3 separate regions of the Rattus norvegicus genome follow, and all the other regions are linked to region 2. Evidence: chromatin contacts called from public Hi-C data. All regions are on one chromosome and are shown on one strand. Each heading gives the region's core, a stretch centred on a gene start, on an enhancer-like site or on the middle of the called end of the contact. The rest is flanking DNA. Distances are from core to core; before and after follow the strand shown.

What was found. A called contact is a pair of places that touch in the nucleus more often than the background predicts.
Region 1: a contact with region 2 is called in a Hi-C map of mammary epithelial cells, with 1.6 times the contacts expected there. The contact joins two enhancer-like sites. A contact is called at or near these places in 2 of 12 Hi-C or Micro-C datasets (Schwann cells and mammary epithelial cells).
Region 3: a contact with region 2 is called in a Hi-C map of the A7r5 cell line, with 2.2 times the contacts expected there. The contact joins the promoter of Slc4a7 here to the enhancer-like site in region 2. A contact is called at or near these places in 3 of 12 Hi-C or Micro-C datasets (the A7r5 cell line, the Rat2 cell line and mammary epithelial cells).

Annotation. Positions count from the first base shown.
Region 1 is chr15:13,234,454-13,237,211 of GRCr8, reverse strand. No RefSeq gene overlaps it. Among named protein-coding and RNA genes, the nearest start is that of Or2t35, 59 kb to the left of the region's middle. Within about 2 kb of position 1,306, at least 13 of the 93 cell types and tissues checked have an H3K27ac peak or open chromatin away from gene starts, as enhancers often do. A contact at or near this core is called in Schwann cells, where this site is marked.
Region 2 is chr15:13,158,777-13,161,476 of GRCr8, reverse strand. No RefSeq gene overlaps it. Among named protein-coding and RNA genes, the nearest start is that of Slc4a7, 65 kb to the right of the region's middle. Within about 2 kb of position 1,371, at least 26 of the 93 cell types and tissues checked have an H3K27ac peak or open chromatin away from gene starts, as enhancers often do. A contact at or near this core is called in the A7r5 cell line and Schwann cells, where this site is marked.
Region 3 is chr15:13,093,905-13,096,686 of GRCr8, reverse strand. It overlaps Slc4a7 (solute carrier family 4 member 7), which reads left to right and starts at 1,395. Exons shown (of 25, transcript NM_001270861.2): 1 at 1,395-1,606. The coding sequence starts at 1,559.

The DNA.
Region 1 (2,758 bases), core at 57-2,556, 76 kb before region 2:
GGACTAAGTACGGTTAATATTTCCATCCCACATTCTTAGTACTATTTGTTCCCTAACTAAGACAAGGAGAGCTGATTCCATCATGTGTCCCTCAGACTAGAAATGATTCTTGATGTACAGCCACCAAAACTAGATAAGATTGATGAAGCTAAAAAATGCATGCTGAAAGGGACCAGATACAGATCTCTCCTGAGAGACACATCCAGAGCATGTCCAATACAGAAATCACCGAACTGAGAACAGGACCCCCTTGGGCAGAATTAGAGGAAGGATTGAAAGAGTTGAAGGAGCTTGCAATCCCATAAGAACGACAATGCCAACCAACCAGAGTTTCCAGGGACTAAACTTCTACCAAAAGTCTATACATGGACTGACCCAGGGCTCCAACTACATATGTAGCAGAGAATAGCCTTGTTGGGGCACCAGTGGAAGGGAAAGCCCTTGGTCCTGCCAAAGTTGGACCCCCAGTACAAAGGAATATGGGGGTGGCAGTAAGGGGGATGTATGGGGGGAAATACCCATATGGGGGGGAGGGTAAAGGATGGGGGCTTATGGACAGGAAACCTGGAAAGGGAATAACATTGGAAATGTAAGTAAAGAAATATATCTAATAAAACATTTTTAAAAAAGAAATGATTCTTGCCTTGGAGACTGGTCCCTTTCTACCTTAAGAGCTAGCTTGTGTCCTTTCCCCAAATGAGTTCCTTCTCATTCCTGCAGAGAATCAGCAGAAAGGCCAAGGAGAAGGCCGGGTCAGAAACAAGAAAAAAAATCCTTTCCCGAACAGTGATATGTGGTCTATGGTCTTCATGCATGAAGCTCTTTAGCAGCAGGTGGCAAGAGGCATGGGAAGATTTGGGTTGAGAGTTGCATGGTCTATAATGAATTCCATATGACATCACAGGTCTAGAAGATGTCTATTGATGGACTATAAGCAAAAGATCAACTTAAGTTGTGCATTCTTCAGGGGCAGAATATGAAGCAGACCTATATGGATTGTGCTAAGAGTAAACCTCCCTAATTCTAAGATATTGAGAGACAAAGTCAAGGTGTGGAATAACGGAGTTCAAGATGCCATGGCCTCTACTAGAGTCACCGCATACAAAGACAGTGTGTTTAAGGTTTGTACCTCTCTCCTCCGTGGCCTCTGGGCCACATTTGAAGCCTCTGGCAAGCTGTGGCATCTGTCCTGACACTGCCATTTAAGGGAAGGCTTTGTATCTTTTGCTGATTCAGGCAGCAGTGGGGATTAATGACGTGTTGGGTGGAGTGTCCCAACCCACATTAAGCTGTTGCCAAGATAACTGTTGCATCAGCTTGCACTAAGATGGGACAGGCAGCTACAGAGGAGGAAGTCAGAGCACAGCCTTCCTGGACTCAGGAACCTGCTTTCAGAAAGGGAAGAAAAGTTCCCCTCTCTGCATAAAGCCTGCATTTAAAAATCTATGATTCTTTGATACTTTGACAAACACAGCTCCCAATACGAGGTGGTATCAGAAATTAGAACATACCACTGCCGTTGGGGGGAAGCTCTGATTGTCTGGACTACAGACTTGCAGATGTGAGAGGGGGCTTGTTGCTGGTGGCAAAGGCTGATGTGGTCTCAGATAACCAGATTGAGGCTTCTACTCAGACGGTCTAGACTCCTGTCATCAGCAGAGAAAGAATCTGGAAGGGAGACAAAATGAGGCATTGGGAAGAAGGTTTACAGGCCACTCAAGAGAACCATATCACTGTGGTATTCCATAGTTCAGCTTGTGATGGTGGGAGATTTTTGGGATTGTTCCCTGGATAGAATTATCTTTTTAATCTGTCCTTATAAGGGCTTTCTGGTATGTCATGGCATCAAATGCATGATGAGAACAGCAATTCTGCCAGACCAGCGATCTAGAAATGAGAGCATAGTGAAACCAAGGCCATTCACATTGGCCATGTGGGTTCCCGATGGTGTCAATGGTTTTTCATTGTGTGAATAGCCCCACAATGTCATAACACTGTTCTACAGTTGCATCGGCTCTGTGTGTCTGCATCTTTGGTCCCATTATGCTTCAAGTCTACCTCAGACTAGACTGAAGAAAAGATGGTTTCCCTCCCACAGAAATGTAAACTGTTGATAGTATACAGGGAGCAGCTGCGGCTGCAAAGACTGACTGACTGATGAAAACTTCAGTGATGTAGAGATATGGAAATGTCACAATCCTGGAGCCAAATTGTCTCAGGATAGCTTGAGCCCACTTAATAGATTTATTTCACACCTTGGTTTGAAATTAGTAATGTTTGTAATTAGTGGGTAAATCTTTTGGACATATGAAAAGACTCAGAGATTTTAACATCTCAAAAGCTACAAATGTCATAGGTAAAACCTGAGGCTTATAGCAAAGATTTCCCTACTTTGCTGGGGTCGTCCCACCTGAGGTTTCTATCAATGTACTTGAAAGGTGCTTTGATTTCTTATTTTGTTTGTTCTGTCACTATTTTCTAGAACATTTCATGAAATTGCTGCCATGCTGGGTCATGGAGTTTGTGTCCCCAGACCATGGTCATTCATCTTCAGCCCCAGAATAAACTATCTCTTATCCCCCTGGAAAAGAAAGCTGTGTTTCTTGCATCGACAGAGACATGATTCTTGGCCTGAATCCCACCCAGGAATTTCTGAGCTAAATGCCACTCCACCAAAATAAGAAGCATCCGTTACGAGTGCTAAAATGTGACATTTACAGCAAGGCACAAAGAGAGAGAACAAAGAATATTATTTCTG
Region 2 (2,700 bases), core at 122-2,621:
AGGAGCGCAGACATCTTCCAAATCTCGTAGGGACATTTCAGTGTCCTCTCAGTGTGAATGACTGACACTGTGCTCCCTAAGCTAAGCATCGCACCAAGAATCAGGGAGACTTTGGAGGTCAAGCCATTAAGACCCTCGAATGCATTTGCCTTTTGACCCACACTTTACTTTCTTTCCCTAGGGGACTGTGCCCACTCCCACGGCACAGCCCGGCCAAAGCACCGGGGCTGGGTGTGGGCTTCGAGGGGGTGTGGGTGTCCCCACTGCTCAAGCCTGACCGTGACCAAGACAGACAGGCTCTGTCTGTCTCAGTAACAGGAGTGAAAGGAAGAGGTCGCTCCATTTGGCTACAGACCGGGAGAGCACAGAAGTTAACCTTACCCCAGCTGCCTTGAATTACATCTGTCTACACACGCGCGTCAAAAGCTGCTTAGAAATTAAATGAGGTTAACTTTTCTTTATGAGTTCTCTTTCATCTCAGGAATTCAAAGCGTTTTGCCACAAAACTTTTATCTTTGGCATAAAAAAATGTGAATTCGAAGTTCGGGACAGTCCTTTAAACTTTCGAGAAGGGGGGTGTGGCGGGGCGGGGGGGCGGGGAAATGCTAGAATAAAAGCAATCCTTTTATCACTATAAGATCCAAGTAGCCAACAAAAGACCACACAGCCTGAAAAACCCTCGCTTTAGATGAAAGGCCTTCACCTCCACTTCTGCCGCATTTGTCTAATTAAAATCACAATTAAGACTAGGGGGCGAGCGGTGAGCGAGCGGTGAGTAAGACACTAAAGGAGATGTGAAGCATTCTGACTCATACAGGACATGTTGGATTTTCTCGACATTTGGCACAAGAAATTCGAATCCTATCCACTCTTCTCTGACCGAGTAAACTCCCTCCCCGGGGTGAGGGGTGGGGTGGGGTGGGGTGGCACAGCTCTGTAAGAGCCAGTGCGAGAGAGCTCACAGGTCCGGTGGCACTGTCTACACATGAATTTTATAGTAAGGAAAACTTTGGAATCTCCCCGATCTGGCTTCTGAGTCATTCGTGGGTGTTTGTTTTTTGGGGCTCTGGCTTTGAGTCACCACCCTTCCTGCTCTTGCTCCTCTCAATCCGGGGGCAATGAGTAAAAAGAAAGAAATATCTGTGGCGCTTAGAAGTGGGACTTGGGCATGGATGAAGATTAGCTTCATATATCTGCCTTTACTTTGAGGTTCGCTCTTTCTTTGGTAAGTTAGTGTGTAAGGTTTGAAAACTACCACGGGAAAGAGGAAGACGAAGGTCGAGAATGACTGAGTCTTTTAAGGATGTGACCGAGGCAAGCGGAAAGAGTGGCCAATGTAAAAATAGGCAGCTGTGGCTGGGGGCTGGTGGAGCAGCTTGAGTTCACAGTCAGTCCCGAGTCCAGCCGAGCCAGAAGCCTTCAGGGAGACCTGCAAAAGCTTTGAGTTTCATCTCAGTGGAATGCGGAGATTGAACCTTGAAACTGGGCCCTTTGTACGCTGCAGGAGACTGTCTGCCACTCCTAGCATGTATACAGATGCCTGTACAGAGGCTTGTCAGAAATGTCAAGACCATGAAAACCAACTCTGGCGGCTCGGCCTGACCACTGAGGAAGTAGACAGTGTTACCTGCTCCCTTCTCCAAAGCACTCTCATTTATGGGAGAAAGCAGCACCTCATTACCAAGAGGAAAACGAAAATAAACATGGGGCTGTCGTCCTGGGACATTGACATTTAAAAATAAACACAATTCATGTCTTGGTTTCTTGAATATTTGTTTACTTATATTCTCTGTGTGGGTGTTTTGCCCGAATAGACGTCTAGTACAGAATGTGTAGACACTGCTTCCTGTCACCAGAAGAGGACGATACATCCACTAGAACTGGAGTTACAGATAATTGAGAATCACCATGAGGGTGCTGGGTATCAAACCTGGGGCCTCTGCAAGAACAAGATGTATCCTTAACTGCTGAGCTGTCTCTTCAAACAAGCTGTCTTGTTTTTAAAGATAAGTATCTTGGGCTATTACAGAAGAACTCCTAAATTATATACTTTGTAGACACATCTATGTAAGAGATCCTCAAGGCCTATTCCAAATCAACACACCTAATTGGGACTTTGTGACTAACCATCCTGACTCTGGCTAGCTATATCTATATGCTCTTTCCAGAATAATTCAACTTGTATCTCACTTAACCTTCTCAGAAAGGTGACCAATGAGATATTCTCAGATGTTATCGCAGCAGCCCATACTGCTTCTAAGTCTGATGTTTGGTATATTCAAGAATCAAGCCCCAGGGGCAATGTCCTCCATGCTGACTTTAGCAATGTGCTACCTACCAGGTTGCACCAGATCCACATCATGCCTCCTGGACAGCTAGCTGCCACAGAGCTTTACAGGATAGACCTTGGTGATGAATCCCGTGTTCTCTTGCAAGAGAGCATGGTATTTCAAAGTGTGGTAGTTCTTTCCATACAAAAGAGGCCAGTTTCAGGGAAAAAGAAATGAGTTCACACCTCACAAATGAGATGACAGAGTGCTGTGAATGGAGTTTGTGCTTTCAGGTGTCCTTACTAAAGCATGGTGGTGGTGGTGGTGGTGGTGGTGGTGGTGGTGGTGGTGGTGGTGGTGGTGGTGGTGGTGGTGTATTAATTATACCCACCTGGGCGCAGTAGCCCATTCCTGTAATCTTAGTACTTTG
Region 3 (2,782 bases), core at 146-2,645, 65 kb after region 2:
TAGTTATTTCTCTAAGTCTCCACTTCCTTATCTGTAAAATGGGAACACAACACTATCCTAGTCTATTTGGTGTGGTTATATAGAATGACATAATGAGTCATTTATAAAGAAAAAAAATTTCTCACAGTTCTGAAGATGGTGGGAGGATTACATTTGGTGAAACTTCTTCCTGTCAACATGAATGTGAGAGCAGAAGATCTGATGGGCATTTATGAGGGAGCAAAGGATGCATTTGTAGTCCCAGATCCTTAGTTTCTAATCTGCTCATGAGCTCATGAAGCTCTTCTGTCTTAAATACCCTATTTCTCAACACCATTGCTTTGGGAATTAAGTTTCCAATACAGGTTTTGGGGGAACACAGTCAAATCACATACAAACATACTTTATAGTATTGTGTGGATTAAAGAGGGGACATGTTTGCAAAATGTCACCGTCTGTAATTCTAGGTCTTTTCAAATGGTAGCTGTTATTAATGGAAGCACACCTGCTCTTAGACTTTTTGCCAGCCTACCCTGTATCTCTCTGGGAAATTTAGAACAAAGCAGGAAGGGGTCTAGGACTCAAGGCAGAACAGTCATCCAGTACACTATTTCCTATTTATTGTTGATAATGGGTAGGTGAGTCTTGACCTGCTGATAGGTATTTCCTTCCACAGTCAGATTTAGATTTTCTCAGCTCAACTTTTTATTGTCTTTATTAACATCCTGTTAACAATAGTGATAAGCATGCCACAAATGACACACCTTCACAGAGGGACAGAAATGTACCTCAATGACCATGTGTGATGGAGGCCATCACCTACACGCTCAGGCGGATATTGGACAATCGCCCTACCTATTGAGTCGTGGGACCAGGCCAGTGCAGGGAGTACACGAGGCAAGTGGTTAAGTGAATACCCTCTTTTACAGGGCCCACGGATAGTTACCACTAGGAGAGAAACTTGCAGAGGCAGAGAAGGAATCGGGCGTCGTCCTGTCTGCTTGTAAAACACGTGGTAAGGAGCCGAATGGGGTGATGACCCCATTCCACTTCGAAAGTCTGTAGAACTTCCGATTCGAAAAACTGAGTTCCACTCTCAGCCTCGGTCAATTAAGCCTTTACAAAGAGGGGCGGGGCCTCCGGGAAACTGACCGTGGGGGGCGGGGGCGGACAGAACCTCCCGAACTGCTGATTGGCTCAAACGAATGTCTGTCTGCTTCTGCCTCCGCCCCACCTCCGAGCCTCTTAGCCAGTGGAGGCGGTCGCTCGATGCCGGCCCTGGTGCCAAACAGGCAGGGGGCGTGCTCCGGGGGGGCGTGCCGGAGCGCGCCCCGCCCCCACCAGCCAGCCCCGCCCCCGTCCCGCCCCCGTCCCGGCGCGGCAGCCTCCTCCGCGCCGCGTCCTCTGGCTCTCTCAGTCCTCGCGGCACGCCGTTGCTTCTCACCCTGAGAACGCCCCTCGCCCGCAGTCGGCGCCTCACTCCGCGGCCAGCTCTCCGCGGCCAGCGCTCCGCACAGGGTCGCCCTCCGCGTGCCCGTCTCTGCCGCGGTCGCGGCCTCTCAGAGCTCCCAGGCGGGCCATGGAGGCAGACGGGGCCGGCGAGCAGATGAGACCGCTACTCACGCGGGTAAGGAGCGGGGAGGCCGAGGTCGGCAGACAAAGGCGGCGGCGTGGCGGGGCTGCCGGCGGCCTGTGCCGGCGACTGCGCGCCCTCGTCGCCTTTGTGTGTCGGGGGGCGGCCGGCTTGGAGCGGACGCGCGTGTCCGCCGCCGCAGTGTCCCGCTCTCAGCCGCGCGGCGCCAGCCACCGTGTTCTCCCGCCGCGTGGACGCTGCAGTCCTTGAGCCCAGGCTGCTCTTCCTGCGCCCTCCGCCTTCAGCCTCTGGCCGGAGTCGGGACCGGCCCTCGGGGCCGGCGCTCTGTGGAGTGTTAGGTCGCAGGCTCAGGAGAAGGACCGTGCGTGCAATGTCCTCCTCCGGGCCCCATAGAAAGAGAATGGACCGAGAGAGACCCTAGTACTCAGCGCTGCGCGTCACCAAGCCAGCCGACCCCGCTTTCCCATTGAGACTAGCAAGCAGCTTGAGTAAAGGCGGACTTGGGACTTGCAGAAATGGGGTTCTCATTTAGACGGGGGATGTGGGAGGAGGACGACACACACCAGTGGCCCGTTCTCAAGAAACAGGAACGCGTTTGTGCCCACAGAGGAAACTGCCTTCTTTCAAAGGCTGTGACTCAAACGATGGGGTGGTATTAATTTTCCTACTTCCAATTTTTACTCTGACCAGTGAAAGGGGAAGCAAGGTTGCAGGAATGAATTTTCCAGTCTTTTCAAAGCAAGGAAAAGGATATTTTGCCTTTTTTTTTTTTAAGTAGAATTTTCCTTAAGATCCTCTTCCTATGTTACTTTAAAGGTTATTGTGGAGGCCGTGGGCAGTGGTCATTCATTACTTCACCATGTTCTAAGCTCTTTAAATATAAAGGAAAACTTGAGTCTTAAGACTGTGAAGTTGTTCTGCAGTAGTAAACTCCCAAGCATTCTTTTATGGCCTTTGAATGAACCTTTACGACCTTCTCCAAGGGTATCTGTCAAACACACTGTTGCTTATTCTTAACCTTATTTTCACAGTTTTAGCTGGACAGTAAACAGTATCAGTTTTCATAAACCAGGGCAAAATGATGTGTTCTCAAACACTGTCTTCTTAGTCTGAAATAGTACATAGTAAGGCTCTTGCCATCCATCCGTCCGTCCGTCCGTCCATCCATCCATCCATCCATCCATCCATCCATCCACTCACCCATCCATT